Linked DNA regions of Anas platyrhynchos: region 1 is linked to region 2. A link is a contact called in public Hi-C data. All regions are on one chromosome and are shown on one strand. Each heading gives the region's core, a stretch centred on a gene start, on an enhancer-like site or on the middle of the called end of the contact. The rest is flanking DNA. Distances are from core to core; before and after follow the strand shown.

What was found. Hi-C and Micro-C count contacts between places; a contact is called where the count stands out from the background.
Region 1: a contact with region 2 is called in a Hi-C map of small yellow follicle, with 3 times the contacts expected there. The contact joins two enhancer-like sites. A contact is called at or near these places in 3 of 8 Hi-C or Micro-C datasets (F5 follicle, small yellow follicle and subcutaneous adipose tissue).

What each region holds. Positions count from the first base shown.
Region 1 is chr1:87,886,691-87,890,522 of IASCAAS_PekinDuck_T2T, reverse strand. It overlaps LOC101790950 (protein spire homolog 1), which reads left to right. Exons shown (of 16, transcript XM_027449581.3): 4 at 439-564; 5 at 847-912; 6 at 3,557-3,718. Among named protein-coding and RNA genes, the nearest start is that of NEPRO, 4.2 kb to the left of the region's middle. Within about 2 kb of position 1,637, at least 4 of the 8 cell types and tissues checked have an H3K27ac peak or open chromatin away from gene starts, as enhancers often do. A contact at or near this core is called in F5 follicle and small yellow follicle, where this site is marked.
Region 2 is chr1:87,809,588-87,813,309 of IASCAAS_PekinDuck_T2T, reverse strand. The region is part of intron 2 of BOC (BOC cell adhesion associated, oncogene regulated); the gene reads left to right. Among named protein-coding and RNA genes, the nearest start is that of BOC, 15 kb to the left of the region's middle. Within about 2 kb of position 2,264, at least 5 of the 8 cell types and tissues checked have an H3K27ac peak or open chromatin away from gene starts, as enhancers often do. A contact at or near this core is called in F5 follicle and small yellow follicle, where this site is marked.

The DNA of each region.
Region 1 (3,832 bases), core at 388-2,887, 78 kb before region 2:
ACTCAGATGTCACAACTCAAATTAAGAGCTTCCTCTCAACCATAATTTAAGGGTACAAGACACCTTCTATGCCCCAGTCTGATCAGGGTAGGGGAGCAAGGGGGAAAAAGAACATGAGGAGTGACTGCACCTGCTGTTTTGTTGTGGGGTGTGTGTGTGTGTTGGAAGCTTTCCCTTCCAGGCACTTGTTTCAAAGCATACATTATGGAGAACAAGATAGATAAATTACACACAGCTACTTAAGTTATTGTACGTGTGAGGTTAGGCATTTTGCTTCTTTGCTCCTCTGCATCTGCAATAGAACAAACAGAAAAGATACAATGGAACTGAGGAAGATAATTTTTAACCATACATCAAGAAATTGAATTTTGCTTTCTTCCAGCCTTCCATGTTTTTTCATTTCAAGATCTCTCTATTAAATAGCTCCACTTCTTTCAGGCCTGTGAGGAGCGCTTGTCTGTGCCTTCTGAGGCTAAGAGCCATTATGAAATGACCTGTAGGAGTCTTTTTACTGAATTTATGGAACTTCAGAAGCTTGTGTCCATCATCCAGACCTCCAAAGAGGTATATTTGGGATCACCCCTTAGCTACTATCCTTTCTACCTGCATAAATTGATCTAATTATAAAGTACTCTTCCTGTTGCACTAGAAATGGAGTACCTAGATGAAGGGCTATTTTGATTATGTGAATGACTTCTGTCTCTGCAACACAGTAGTGATTTATTGTAGCTTTTGAATGTCTGGGTGTTTGGGGCTTCTAAGCTTTTCAACGTTAATAATTCATACTGGATAGATGAAAAAGCACTGGACAGCCCAACGTAATTACCTCATTTGTTCGCTTCTCAGAGTCTGAGAAAAATGGATGTTGAAGATTTGCTGGAAACGCCCCTGCAGAAGAAGGAAAAACAGAGGGTAAGGGATTTAATTCCTTCATTATGGTAGGTTGGGCTTTTTTTTTTTTTTGTCCACCCATGCTTCTCTGAGGTTTTCTAATGACTCTCTATAAAACAAAGAAGGGAGCTTGAACACCAACAAAACTTCTTAGGTTGTTCAAGAGCCTAAGTAGTTAAAGACTTGTCTGCAAAACAAGCTGGGAGTGAACTTGAAGTTAAATTATTTCATATGCTTACCTCATGCGGACACTTATTCTGCACAAAGAGCCTCTTTGTGGTTCAACTTAAACCACTTCTAAAAGTGAAATTGGAGGCACTCTTTGGAATAAGTGTCCACAAGTAGTTTCTCATGCTGTTTCTTCCTGAAAATGAGCCCCAAACTCCATCTCTTGGCAGGAATTGATACCTGCCAGAAGCAGCCTGCTTCCTTCTGCAGCTGGATTGACAGCTCCCAGAAAACTGATCTCTTGGTGGCAGGAATAAGGTGGATGAGATCATTTTATCGCGTGGGGTCTGTGCTGGTTCAGGGCTGGAGAAGCTAAAGGTATTTGGTAGCTCTGACCATCCTTTTGAGCTTCAGCAGCTCAAAAAAGGCAGAAAGGAGGGGGAGACTGGAGATGTAGCTCCTATCTCCTGCTCGTTATCTTTCCTGTCCTTCCATTCCGTCCTTCTGTAGATCTTGGACTGTGCGTTTGGGGCAGAGAAAGCAACTCCCTCTGTTCTTTTCAAGGCCCTCCATAGCTAGGGCTCAATCAGAAACAAATAGCTCTTCTGGCTGGAGCTCTGCCCGGCATAAACAAATGCAGTGTAGTCTGGAGTCTGTGGAGACAAACGGCAAGCCCCGAGAGACTTGTGGACTCGCTCCCTTTGTCTAAATAGCACTCGCTTTGAAGCGTGCTCAAACTATTCGTATGAAAATGTTTGTGAAATGTGTGTTCGGGCATATTCTCAATTTTGTGATCTATTAAAATAAACTGGCAAGCTATCTCAAACCACAAACTCATCAACAGCAGTTGATGCTCTTTTCTGCAGGGAATACATGAATAAATACATGGGCTTTGCCGTGTGGCCTGAAGGCCAGTGTATTTGGCCTCTGCTCCTTCAGGAGACATAAATTCCAAAAGCAGGATGTCTGTTGCAAATCCTCTGCCTCTGGTTTCCAACTCCCTGTGCACCACTCGATTGCATCGTTCCGACACACTCTTGAGTTTAAAATAACCAGGGTGCCAGCTTTGCTGGGAGCCCGCAGATTGGAGCTGATGCCTTGAGCGGTGCCACGCAGTTAACGCTGTCTGTGGACCAGGCTTTTCCATCCTGGCTGCTCTGAAAAAAGGGCTTCTGAAACACAGGCCACAAGCTGGTGTCATGCAGGGCTGTACCATCTCAGCAGAGCTGACCGTGTGTGCCAGAGGACACTCTTCACCTTGAAATCTAAGCACCGAGACCTCTTATGAACAGCTGTCTTCCCATGAATGAAAAGAATGAAATGTGTTTGGTGTTGTACAGGAAGCAATGCTGATCAGTTTGCCCAGCTCTTTTTTCAGTAGGACTTTGATTTTTATTTTTTTTTTGTGTTCTCCCAAACAAGAATTATGTTAATCCAGGAGATATGGCTAGCGTGTGGCTACTGTCTGAGTGTCCTGCTGGTCTGGAGTTGAGATCCAACTGTTCCAAAGCCTGGCTAAAACAATCCAACTGAGCATCCTTCTCCTTGAAGGCAGCCCATCAGTCAGAGCTTGCATAAGACTTTTCTGATATTATACCAAGATACCTGAAAGGATAAGTTAAGAGAAGGTGCTTCACCCTGTAAGTGAAAGAGGGAGAGGAATTCAAGTCAGAAGCTTTGTTCTGAGGCAGTTTTAAAAATGTTTTACTTCCTTTTCACTGTTTATAATACAATCACTCGTTCTTACTCAATTTGCCTTTGGGATCCAGATAAGCTGTTGACTTAGCACTTCCATTACAATGTTGTCTAAACAGGCTATTGAGTGGATTATGTTTTTTTTCCTGTCTTAACTTTTGTTGGGTTATCCTGCGTGCCTGAGCATCCTGTGGAAACAGGTATTAATACAGGAAGAGGATGAGCAGATGTCAGTGTTATCAGATTGTGTCTCCAGGCTGAAAAAGCTAGCATAAGCTGCTGCAAAGGTGGAAGTGGGAGATCTTTTTCCCTTTGTCTTCCTCTTTGGTCTGTGGGTCCTTCAATCCTTGGCTTCTGAAAATTCAGAGGATTTTAATGGTAAGGTTTGGGATTTCATTCTCAGCATTTCCTAGGAGGTAATAAAATGGAGAAGGATGAAAAAAAAAAACCAATAACAAAATCGTCTAGCACCTGCAGTACTTCCAAGAAGCACTTATTCAAGAAAATGGGCCTAGGTACCTAGTAAGAGAAGCTGTTTTGCTGAAGTATATTCATAAAGTTGATGACGACATTCAGGAATGAACTGGGGAACCAACTCATTTATTTTAAAGTGATTCTGTAGAGAGAAGCAATTCTACATCTTGGTACTGTGCCCCACAAGTGGGTTGAAGGGGGCGTTAAGGACACATTTGTGTTTCTGCAAGACCTAAGCTGCTAAGTGTGCCCTGTGACAGGGAGGGTGAGGATGCTGCTCTGTGTGTTTCTGCCCGCTGGTGACTTGTCCCTTGCTGGCTTCTCCTAGGCACCCCTGTGGCCCAGCATCATCTGCGAGCTGCAGGCTGGGGTGAGGCTGCGCAAGGCCACCGAGCGACTGCAGTGCCCTGCCCCGCTCAAAGAGCGTGCCTGCTCCCCCTATGAACGACTTCTGGATGACATTCAGCACAGGAGGTACAACCTTCGGAAGGTGAGTGACTGACCGACTACCGTCAGTAGACAGTTTTGCAACCACCTGCTCTAACTACTTGGTTTCTAAACCATCCTTGCTGAAACCTCTTCCCCAAATCTTGTTTTAAAGCCT
Region 2 (3,722 bases), core at 1,015-3,514:
GAAGGTGCTTCTTCTGGTGACGGTCTGGACAGGCAAAGCAAGTTAGTTTTGGGCCTAGGTGGAGGGTTGTGTGGAGAAGTCTTGTCTCCTCTGGGCCCATTGGTTTTGGCCCCAAGATGACACGACATATCACAAGGGAAAAACCTCTCCCCTCTGTTTCCTTTCTCCACCACTGGTAGCTAATCAAGATTCAATTTTAATGACTTCCCTCTACTCTCTCTGCTTCCTCTCCCCCTGCCCCACACATGCCTTTTTTTATATTATTTTTTAATGCATTTCTTTTTGGCAGGAGTTAAAACGCGAGAAGCATTTGGACCAAGATGAAACCAGTCGAGGAACATGTTGGGCAGTGCAATGCTTTGTTCTGAGTTCAGGGGGAGAAGAGGGGGAAGTGAGGGGAGGGAGGGATGTCATTTCCCAGATGGGGACCCTGCCAAAGATGTTCTTGCTTTGGAAAGCAAAGAGCGGTTTTGAGGCTATACCAGCTTTAACCCTTCGTCATTCCACTTCTGTCACGCAGGGAAGCTCCAAAGTTGTAGTCCTAAAATGTTGGCCGCTTTTTTGCTGTATAGCCCAGGTGACCTGAACAGTCCCAAGCCAAAGTTTGCTGTTGTGACTGAGGACTGGTGGCAGCCCCAGGTTCTTGCTGCTGGAAAACGGAGTGGATGAGAAATCTGCGTCTGTTTATCAGCAAGGGTCCAGAAATGGTGTGGTTGCTGTTCAGAGAACAAAATCAGCTTTCTCCCCATGGGGAGTCGGGACCGCTGTGCCGTTTCCTGCCCTGCCAGAAGCACCTGGTGGGATTTGGGATGCTGCTGAACTCTGCTTCAGCTGTTCCCATCAGGGGGCCTCATGACGTGCAAGACGCTTTGGAAACACCTTGTCCTTCAGCGCCTGGGGCCAGAGGAGCCCTGCCAGGGGGGCATCGGAGGGCATGGCAGGGTGCGAAGCCTACACAGGTACATTCTGCTGTACTGGCAACTGCCTTGGGCCACAAATACCACACAGTTCGTGGGCTGCTGATTTAATTGCCCCAGGGATGTTGCCCAGTAGCTGAGGGTAAGAATACAGGGAAGGGAAAGTTAAAGCCACAGGATCTTTTCATTAAGATGTTTTCTTGCAGCACTTGTGTCAGGTCTCCAGAGGAGGTCATGCCCCTCCTGATTAAAAAACCCTAGGGCTCAATCTGTGGTGTTGGGCAGTTTGATGGTGTGGAGACCTGGACCAATGGCATGAACACCCTCATGATACGAAATGCATAAACGTCCCGTAGTATACACCCAGGCAGAGAGTTTGTGGCTGCTAAACCTGAAATATCTTTCTTCATGGGGACCAGCAGTCTCTCTAGCCCTCCAATCTCTCATAACCCCCTTTCATCCAGATAGGGAGAAAATAACTTTCCTAATCCCCCCACAAACCTCTTGAACATAGCCACGACCTTCATCTCCAAAGAAGGTGTCAGTAACTTTGGTCTGGAGACCATAAGCTTCCTCTCCCCAACAGCTGTGGCAGCAACGTGTGAATTTTTGGTCTCTTGCATGTAGCTCAGATGGTCCCAGATGTGCCACGGGGTGGCTACAGCAGCAAGGCTGTGGGCGCAGTGGTCACCAGGAGCAACGTGCCCAGTGCTGGCCTTGAAACATGCCTTGTGTCCTGCGTGCTTCTTTCTAGGCTGCCAAGAGGGGCCTGATCTGTAGCTAATGAGTATCTGTGATATTGGGTTTCACCTGTCGGGATGGGGTGGAACCATGGATAGGGAGCACTGACCGACGGGCAGGCTTTTGAGTGAGTGGGAAGCAAAGTTTCCCTCCTGTGCTCCACTGCACGACTAAAAGACATTTCCTTTGCCTCCTCAGTCTGCTCTGCCCGCACCTATCTGGCTCTCTGACAGTATTTTGAAGGCGTGACTTGCTTCTCGTTCTGCTGCCGTAGTGGTGGTCTTCCTCTTGTAGCTCAGCCCCCTGGCTCCACGATGGGCTCGGGTGGGCTGCGACAGCCGACCACGGGGCGCTGGCACATGGTGGCACGTTGACTCGGCTGCTTCTCCTTCCTTCCCTGTTTGCTTAGTTCTTGGCAGCCGGCTGTTTGAATGTTTGTAGCTCAATGTTGTTTGAACGCTGCAGTGTTTGCTTGACAAACACTTTCCCCGGAGTCTGTGATTACGGAAAGTTTAGTCTGACGAGGCCCGCTGAATTATCCTGTTCTCTGTTGTCAATAATCTCTTGGATGTTGTCTCCCTTAACCGCAATATTTTGTGTGTGGTGCAAATTCTTTTCTTTCCCCTTGTTGTAATCAGCCTGCCCCTCCCTGCTTGGTTCAGCTGATGAAGCTGTAACCCTAGGATGCTGACATCTGTACTTTGCTAATCCAGAAATCCTGGGGCTACCAGGAAGCAGGATAAATAATAAGACCGCATACCTGTCTGGCACCTGAGAATCCCAAGCTGTCTGACGCACGTACTGCTTGCACCGCCTGGGGTTTGCCATTCCTGTTTCCTCAGCCCGGGAAGCTGAGGCACAAGGTAGGGCTGTGTTTTGTCCAAAAGATGAAGTGAAATGTGGAGTCATAACTTCTGTGACCGAGTTGCTGTCCCTCTTTGTCTTCCAAAATGTGAACCCTCAAAAGAAAGCGATTGGAGTGGGCTGCGCGGTTTCAAGCAAGGCTTTATTTGCAGTGATCCACAGCCGTTTTGGCACCCCAAAAATCCAATCAGAGAACAAAAAAGCAATCGTGGGATTTCTCCAGGGTAAGCTGTGTTCCCTGGCTGCGGCCAGACGTCCCTAACGTGGCTCGCAGGAGGGGGGATGTCAAAGCACCGTGTCTTGTGGTCAGCTCGGTGGTTTGGAGTGATGCTGAGGGACAGGCGCTCGCGGTGGTTCTGGGGAGGGGAAAGATCTCACTGTGCTTCAGGGGAGGTAATGAGACCCCTGGAAATCTGCCTGCAGGGGGCCGAGTGGCCAGGCTGGGCCGCTGCTGGTTTCCTTACCACCTCCAAGCCATGGGCCTGCCAAAATAACCAGGGCTGGCTTACAGCTTTGGGTGGAAACCACAGGCAAACCACGTCGAATCGCTGGACTCTACCCCAAACCAGGCAATGTGCAAGGGCTCCTGTTTAGTGTCGCTCAGAGATAGAGAGAGACGGAGGAAAGCTGGGGCGGCTCCGGCGTTGACATGAGGCCGTAGGTAGCCTGCAAATGCCGTTCCCACGGCTGGATCGTACCGGTGAGAGCCAAATAATGCCCCAGCAGACATCCCCTGGGAGCTGGGGTGTAAGAGGAGGAATATTTTGTCTGCAGCCCTTTCAGAAAGGGACAGTTGGGGGGTGGGGGGAAGGAAAAAAAAAAAAAAAAAAAAAAAAAGGCTGGCGAGATGAGGATTAGGGTGAATGCGTGCCCTCGAGGCACGTAATCTCCACTGAGGCTTTGGGGAAGTTGGGTCAGTGATCCCAGCACCGGGGGCTGACCCCCTGCAGCAGGGATAGGAAACCCTCGGGCTGAGCAAGCCCCAGGGGGTAAAAGCGTATTTGTTTTTCTTGTGCTGCATCAAAAATATACATGGCAGGGAGGCAAGCGTGTGCAAAAACATGCTAGGGAAGGGGGGGATGAGCACGGTGCCGAATAGCTCAGAAAATGTAAAAGAGCTGCATCCACGCAGAGCACGAGAGCGGCACCCTCACGTACATGCCCGGGTTTTTAATGCGTCGCACTCTTCCCTTGGTGCTG